Regions from separate parts of the Mus musculus genome. Here region 2 is linked to region 1. A link is a contact called in public Hi-C data. All regions are on one chromosome and are shown on one strand. Each heading gives the region's core, a stretch centred on a gene start, on an enhancer-like site or on the middle of the called end of the contact. The rest is flanking DNA. Distances are from core to core; before and after follow the strand shown.

Region 1 (4,309 bases), core at 61-2,560:
GAGAGAGAGAAGTGAGAGAAAAGAGAATAAAGGAGTGAGAGACAAGTAAGAGAGCAAGCAGGGGTTGAACAGCCCTTTTTATGGTCTTTACTGTTGCTGGGTAACTGGGGAGGAGTTTAGCCTGAAGGTCAGAAGCTTGGGCCATTGCCTACATGACTACTGACCATGCTTCTCTTATGGGGGGTGTGGGGGTGGTAACTTAGGCAGGAGCCAGAGTTCCAGGAGCATAAGGTAATGCCTACCATGTCATGAAGGTGAATTATCACCACCAGGGTTCAGACCTCAGCTCAACTGGAGACCAGCCTGTCTGTGCATGGCCCAATGCCCCACAGGAGCAGAGGCAGAAACAACAGAGGAACTCTGCTGGCTTGCTCTGAGACTATATTCAACTAACTTTCTTATATATCCCAGACTCATATGTCTAGGGTGGCACTGCCCAAAACAGACTGAACCCTTAAATGTCCCACGGACATGCCCACAGGCCAATCTGATGGAGGCAAGTCCTCAGATAAGATTCCCTCTTTCCAGGTATGTCCAGGTTTGTGCCAGACTGACATCTGAAGCTAACCATGACAGCATCAAGTATGACTACCCAAACAGGACACACCTACACGCTACACCTACTATCTGGAAGCTCGGCTTCCCTCACTAGATGTCAGAGCTCAATAGCGTTGTGACATTTTAAGCAAAGGTGAAATTGTGTGAATATCTCATTATCAAAAGTAACCCAAGAAATTAACATAAAAGCACTCCATGTTCACCTCTATTTTTATATAGATTTAACTCTCTGGAGTTTGCTGGTTACAAAAGAAAGTAGAATTTTTCAAATACAAGTAGGAAATTTCCATGACATTAGAATTAACAATGCAAAATCAATAGCCATCTTTCCCAGAAGTCAAAGTCTTCAATTATCTCATAAGAGATCACACTGCCTCAGAAAAGCCAGCTCCGTTGTATCATCTAACTGCTCCAGAAGGAAAACATGCCCTTAGTTGTACAGTGCGTTCACTGACTCCAGCTCCCAAAGACTAATGAACTGAATGGGACATCTAACTTTTCCCCGTGCTGGGAGAAGATGGCAAGCAAAAGAGACCAAAGGAAAGAAAAGCTTGCAAACAGAAAGCAAAACAACGTGTCAGAGCCAAGCAAGTGTTTATACCTTGATGTGCTCCTGTGCAGGATTTCAAAGGGATGTCTGGCAACAGCAAGAAGGCTCATTTTTATTTCACCCTCCTTTATTATAAGGACGCTGCCAAGCTGAAGTCCTGTGTGCTAACCTCCTGAGGAAGATGAGCTGTCGTGCATGAGATAGTAGAGGCTGTAACACAGGCCTTAAATGCACTGAGCTCAAGCCATGATTTTAGGCTTGTTGCTAAATGAAACGGTCAAGAATTGGAAGTCCAGGCAAAGTGTCTGGCAAAGGGCCCAGACTACTTGAACAGAGTAGAAGGAGAAACTTCTGGGTTCTACCATTTTTAACGACTCTCCTCCCTCAAAGGGACAAACATCTCATGTGGTGTCAGCTAGCCTTTCCTTATGATTATTAAGTCAGTCCCATGATTCTCTTTACCTGAGCTGGTAGGGATACAAGGGACCCTGGCAACAGGTTCCAACTGGTTCCAAACATCCACATTGCGGGTCACAAATATCTGAGGCTTGGAGATCCATCAAGACAGAGAAAATTAGGAATCAGGATATTGTCATTGTCTTGACACTTGATATGTATTCAAAATAACTCGTTTCAGGGAATTTGTGAGTAGTTAAAGTAGAACACTTGCTGGTCAGTAAAATATCCCTTAAAGAAATTGGCTACCATTTTTATTGTTGGCCAAATCATTTATAAAAGCTCAGAGCTAACTGTTTCACCTTCAGATTTAAAAAAAAATCTACTCTTATCTTAATAATTATTGACAGAGGCTGTAAATCTTTAAGTTTAGAAGGAAAGAAGAGATGGTTCAGCGGTTACGATTACTCGTTCTTCATGCAGAGGATCAGAGTTTGGTTCCCAGAACCCACGGTGTGGCTCACAAACATCTGTCCTTCCAGTTCCAGGGTATCTGACACTCTCTCCTGGAACTAAGGGCACTGTGCACTTGTAAGGCTATACATACATATAATGGAATTTTCCCCTAATTGATTAAATAATAAAGACAACAAGAAGCCAATCACTGGACAAGAAGGAGGCGGGTCTTCCGGGATGGAGAGTGAAAGAGGGAAGGCAGGAGGAAGGGACTTCCTTTTAGAGCAAGACAACCAAGATTTAGCCCCGGGGGTGTTAGTTAGGGTGGCAGAACCCACCACAATCTGCTTTCTAACATAGAATAGTTGGTAAATTTAGGATGCTGGATTCCACTCCTAGCGATTGTGTTATCTCTTGATTCTAAGCTGAGAATGGCTGGTGTTTTCCATCTCGCTGAGATTCAACTGAGCTCCAGGGAAAGGTAACCAGGGCAGAGCGTGGGTTTGCGAGAGTGCGCCCCAGCTAGCTGTGGAAATTTGGGAGTTCTGAGCGGGTTTGGCAGCAGCCAGCCGCAGGGAGGATAGAGCTATCTCAGAGATCTGGAGAGGCCTTGGCAAGGGGAAACATGCGGTCTCGGGCTCGATACCAGGCTGGGAAAAAAGACCTAGACTACTAACTGGTGCCTAGCCAGCAATAGCGTAGATTGTTTTTTAATATTACACACAACACAGACAGGCAGACACATAAAGAGAGGAAGGGAGGGAGGGGGAAAGGGAGAGAGAGATATACATATGATACCAAGATCAGTGCCTATAGCCAAACACATACTTAGTGGTTTAACAAAGGACTGTGAGATAGCCTCAAGTCTTTCTACAGCAAGCTGACTGGAGGGCTGAAATGATTCTACATGGTAGGGTCCTCCAAGCAGGAGTTCATAAGTAGCTCTGTGTTCCTCTGCACACTTTCACTGGGCCCACTCCTCTACACAGGACCTCCCTCCATGAGGGAAGGAAACTCTGTAACTGACCTTGTCTTGAGTCCACAAAATTGGCGTTCTGCCTGTTGCAATGGAAATCCCCTGGAGTCTACGAGGGTGACATTAGTGAAGACTCCTAGTAATAGGGGATTCGGAGCCTGAACTGGCTATCCTCTGTAACCAAGCAAGGCCTCAAGTGGAAGGACTGGAACACCAACACAGTCACAAAACCTCCAACCTAAAGTGTATCATGCCTGCAGGATGTGCGGGGAAAGGAGTCTAGCATAGTCGTCATCAGAGAGACTTCATCTAGCAATTGATGGGAGCATCGCAGAGTCCCACAGGCAAATATCAGGTGGAACTGTGGGAGACCTGTGAAAGAGGGAGAGTTGGAGGAGTCAGAAAGGTCAAGGACACCACAAGAACATGGCCCCCAGAAGCAACTGACCAGGACTCGAGCTGGCTCATAGAGATCAGGGAAGCTGTATGAATCTAACCTAGGTCCTCTACATATATGTTATGGTTGTTTAGCCAGTGCTCTTGTGAGATTCCTAACAGTGGAAGCGAGGGCTGTTGCTCACCCTTACACCCTACCTTTGGGACCCTTTTTCTTTGATTGGGTTGCCTCATCCAGCCTTGATGTGATGGTATGTGCCTAGCCTTATTGTAGCTTGTTACGTGGTATGATCCTAAAAGACATGCTCTTTTCTGAGGAGAAGTGAAGAGGGTGAATCCAGGAGGAAGGGGAGGTTGAGGAGGAGGGCGTGAGACTCGTAGAGGGGGTGGGAGAGGAACTATAGTTGGGATGTAATATATGAGAGGACCTGTGTTAGGCTAACTATACACCCAGAAGTCTTCAACCTGACAGGAACATAGAAATCTCCACTATTAGTCAAACTTTGGGGGAAATAGGTTGATATATGAAGCCAAGATGCAACTGGGGCAGTAGCGTAGAACACTTAGAGAAAGTGTGTGCTTTAAAATCCAGAATCACCCCAAAGCTTCCTGGGACAACATTTGCCAGGAAACATGGGTAGCCTGGGAAACAGAAAGAGGGAAAATTCAAGTTTCTGCCAACCACATGGAAGGCTTGTTTCAGCATTACCAATAGCTCCTCCCATCCCCTCACCACCAAGGTGTGTGCTGGCATTTTGCATAAGGAAACAGGACAAAGAGCAAGAAAAAAAAAAAAAAAGAACAAATAGTTTCCAAAACTTTTTCTGCCCTTTCAGCCTTGGTACAGAAGAAATCAGGCTGCAGTGATGAGCGAGGAAAGTTGGCCTCCATCCTAAACCTGCCACTACCGAACTGCACACACCACTTAATTTCTCTCATTCGGCATTTCTTCATCTATAAATGGAAGAGGAGGAGGC
Region 2 (4,323 bases), core at 467-2,966, 530 kb before region 1:
CTGGAAAATTGTGCCTTCATGTCACTTTCAGCCTTCTGCTGAAGCCCTTGCAAGAATGGGATGTGCTTTGCAGCATGTCATTAAGTACTGAGATTCCTGCCCCTAGACAATACTCTAACTGCTCCTGCTTAAAATACAAGGCAGGACGGTAAGGTAAAAAAAAAAATCAAGTGGCAGTTTGTCTTTAAGTCAGCTTGACAACTGATTCTGCAATTTGTTGTCATGGCACTATATTCCATAAAGAGTGAAATATGTCAAACATGGTGGTTCATTTGTATAATTACAACACTGGGGAAGCTGAGACAGGAGGATTACCATGAGTTGTAGGACACCCTGTTCTACATAATGAATTCCAGACCAGTGTGAATTACATAAAGTCTATGATGGAGCCTTTGTGTGTCTAGAACAAGACTAGGTAGTAAGGGCAGCTGTCTTCATGTCTGTTCAGAATAGCCCATCACTCATGACAGTGGTTCCTCCACTAACACAACAGCATGTGATTTTCTTACACTGCAAAGAGATAATTATTGCCACTGTAAGGGGCTATTACAACTGTCTACCCCATCATGACAAGGCAGTACATCATGTTATAGGTGTGTGTGTTGGGGGGGTGCGTGTATGCGCTTATGAAATGTCACACACCAATGGGCATTCTTCAGAAGCTATTAATCTTGTTTTTGAGATAGGGTCTCTCATTGGCTTGGAGATCACTGGTCATGTACAATGGCTAGCCAATGAACCCCAGGGTTATGCCTGTCTCTGCCCCTCCTGCACCCAGCATTGCGATTAGAAGCATAATGTCCTTAGATCTTTTTATAAAGGTGGCTTCTGGGGGGGGTCAAAATTATGTTCTCCTGCTTGCAAAGCAGGCACTGTGCCAACTGAGTCATCAAACTCCTTAAACACATGTCACAACTTTAAAACCTCTTTGTCCTTCAGCCCCTCAGTATCCTTTGTCTTCATGGCTCTTGTTTCTTCAGCATACGCACCACAGATTTCAGGACTACCACCACAGCTTGTGCCTGAGACTGCCACACATGATTGACATCAGGTAGCAGCTTAGAGGAAAGAAAGAAACCGGGAATGCAGCTTAGGCCAGGATGCATATCCCAAACTCTTTACTATGAAAAATATGTGTTACCGTCACACAGTTACATGACAGAAGGCTTTTCTAACATACAAACTTTGTACTGCTTTCCAATTTCTAACTGGACCTGGAAACCGATTTATCCAATTAACTGTCCCAGAAAGCAGTACATTATTAAAATAAATCCCGCTGCCAAGCCCTACCCCAAGCAGAAACGAAATCAAACAAACACTCTTGATAACCAAGTGAATTAAAAGCTTGACAAATTCCAGACATGAGAATAAGCTACATAAATTCAGCCAGTGGCATGGGGTGAGCTTTGAAGATAGATCGGCCCATCTTGAGAGGTCAATGAGGGGTCAGTTGCTAAAAAGGTGACCTAAGACCCTTCAGGTGCTACCAAGTGTGTGCCCAAGGCTGCCAGCATCCACAGAAACCATTCTGGAAAAAATATACTTTCTGAATGATCAAGCTCTGACCCTGACTAGAGCTGAGCAGTTCATGGCCCACAGGAACTGACAGTAAAGCATAATGTCCCAGAGCACATGTCCTTTATTAGAGCAGTGTAAGGACACCCTACAAAAGAGCCCTCTAGGTCTGGAAAGGTACAGAGCCCTCATTGCTCCCACAGTGAGAGAAAGCATCAGACCACTTCTGGGAACGCAAAACCAATGACAGACCCGCGACAGCTGCAATAAAAGGCTCCTGTCTTTTTGCAAAGCATTCAAATGCCATCTGGCAATTTCGTTGACGTCAGCAGGCACAGAAAAACAACTGCCCCCACTGGCTTCTTCATCATTCCCTCCCCTACACAATCCCGCTCTCCCCTCCTCCCCGGCAAAAACCTCAGCTCTTGAGCTGAGGACAGGGGCAGAGCAACATTTGGAAAAAGATTTTTCCCCCCTTTATTTCTTGTCTGTTGCATTTTAGGGAGGAGGTAGAGCGTGATAGTCTCACTGGTGTTTGCCCTCAGTTCTCAAAATCCAGTTAGCAAGTAGAGAAATTATTACTCGGACAAGACAATTTAAAGCCTTTTCTATTTGTGTATGAGGATCCAGAGTGTATAGGCTGTGAGGTCAGGGGTGTAAAAGAAAACTATTAATCTAACTTCTGGTTCAACCCGTTCTCTCTTTGATCATTGTAAACAGCCAGCACCAGGCCAGCCCAGAACAAGCCTGCAGCCCCAGGCTGACTATGTTGGCTTGAAACTTATGCACCACACATGCTTTCCCAGGTAGTTCCTTAGAAATGCAGATGGACAGGTCTGTGTTTCAGTGTTAATGGTATTTTGTTTTAGACATGCTCTGTGAAAAAATTTTAAAAAAACATTATTTTTTTTTTTACATTACTGGATAAAAATCAAAGAGACCAAGTAAATATTGGTAAGAGTAGAAGAGACCACACCCAATGCAAATCTAGAAACTAATTTGCAAAAAGTCATAGTTTGTATGGCCCAGAAGGACGAGGCAATGCTGCAGTGTCGCACTCTGCCTTCACTAAGCTTTTATAATTACCTGTAAAAACTCCTGAACTTCTAACGCTGAAGTCAGACGTCACCATTCTTTTCAGAATGCTTCCCGTGGATCCGTCTGCTTTTTAAAGATGTCACATCAGTGCTCATCTTCTTCAGCAGCGCCACCTAATTTAATAAACTCATCTTATTCTAACTCATCGAAGGACGTTCTTGTGGTCTCAGTAAGAGAGACAACAGTAAAGAACACACGAGGGAGGCTGATGAAGTAGGAACAGTAACGGGGTTCATGGAAATGCTTGTTAGCTTTCTTAGATTTTTTTAAAAAAAGATTTAGTTTCAATTCACTCCCCACCCCTGCCTCATGTGTATGTGTGCATGTGCGCATGTGTGTGTGTGTGTGTGTGTGTGTGTGTGTGTGTGTGTGTGTGTGTGTGTGTGAGTGCAGTGCTCACAGAGGCCAGAAGAGGGCATCAGATCCCCTGGAGCTGGAGATACAGGCAGTTGTAAGTCACCTGACATGGGTATTAGGAATCAAGTACTCCAACCCGATGATTCTTCTCTCCAATTTTGCCTTCCCCATTAGCTTTCAAAGGGACAGTGACAATCCTATATACATGTCCAGGACTGAGTGCTTCACCCTCATCCACTCTCTTTGTACATAGAGTCCTTGGGACTTGGACTTCTCAGCACATCGTTTCTTGCTGTTGCCCTCAGACCATGCTGCTCCTGTTAAGTAGACATCTTGTGCATTCCGTCCTACTCATTCCTGAAGGTTCAGCTTAGCAGTTTCTCAAGGAGGCCTTCGCTGGTATATTCCCTCTCCTTTGCAAATGCCTGGTGCAAATACATTAAATGAATGCATGCACTCATTTAATGTCTGCTGCTGCACATGTCTGTTATCACATGGAACTCTGGATTCTAGGAAGGCAGGACTGGTTGCTTTTGTGCTCCCTCAGTGCCTAGCGTGTGTTACGTCATGCATGTCTGTGGAGGAAATGAAAGAACGAAGGGCCCCTCAAGTCAACAGAGGAACAGAAAGGAACCAGCATGATCTAAGGTCACAGCCAAACTATGATCACTAAAGAAAGCAACGGCAGGCAAAGTCAGAAGGCAGCGAGGGTCAACAGGCAGGACTTCCTGAATATCTAGGTGTGGTTCTGTGTTCTGCCTCGCCTCTAGAGTGCCGGGAAGCAGCTCGGGGAGACGAAAAACAGGGGCGCTCGGCTATATTCCATTGTCCCCATTTTAAAAAGTGATTATTTTAGCTAGGAGTCTGACGTTCCATATTAGCTTAAGGACACAATGTTCTGCCACAGAACAATCAATATGTGACAATCTTTTCAAGGTCAGGAGTCACTTCTGATTGCCAGATGCTGCTGCAGAGGCGGCTGCTGCTGCATTTTATGGAGATTAAAACTTCCCAGAGACTCAAGAGGCATTACCTTAAATTCCAGGTACAGGTACTGGAGGTTTTACATTCACTGATTAATGTGTGATCCTGGGTGTTGCCATGAGCTACCCTGTATAATGACTGGGACAACTCTACAATCCAGAGATTCGAGAAATCTGTAGCTCTCCATCCCTTCTCTCGATCAGAATCTTTAAGTGGCTTCCTAGCAAGACTATTCTAGAATTTAGGGTAATGAAGGCAATTCTACTCTTAGGCAATTCTCTTCAGAGTTGATCTCTATGAGTTTGATTCTCTCACAAATGAATACATTTCTAGACCCACAAAATCTAGGATCCAAGTCTCTGGCAAAGG

Evidence for each region. Hi-C and Micro-C count contacts between places; a contact is called where the count stands out from the background.
Region 2: a Hi-C map of uterus shows a contact between it and region 1, with 2.1 times the contacts expected there. The contact joins two enhancer-like sites. A contact is called at or near these places in 13 of 484 Hi-C or Micro-C datasets (embryonic stem cells, muscle stem cells, neural progenitor cells and 2 more) and 2 of 115 datasets of contacts at active chromatin or transcription factors (embryonic basal ganglia and stem cell-derived neural progenitor cells).

Annotation. Positions count from the first base shown.
Region 1 is chr6:140,897,497-140,901,805 of GRCm38.p6, reverse strand. No RefSeq gene overlaps it. Among named protein-coding and RNA genes, the nearest start is that of Gm30524, 56 kb to the left of the region's middle. Within about 2 kb of position 1,310, at least 2 of the 459 cell types and tissues checked have an H3K27ac peak or open chromatin away from gene starts, as enhancers often do. A contact at or near this core is called in uterus, where this site is marked.
Region 2 is chr6:141,432,019-141,436,341 of GRCm38.p6, reverse strand. All of the region lies in intron 2 of Pde3a (phosphodiesterase 3A, cGMP inhibited), which reads right to left. Among named protein-coding and RNA genes, the nearest start is that of Slco1c1, 90 kb to the left of the region's middle. Within about 2 kb of position 1,716, at least 78 of the 459 cell types and tissues checked have an H3K27ac peak or open chromatin away from gene starts, as enhancers often do. A contact at or near this core is called in uterus, where this site is marked.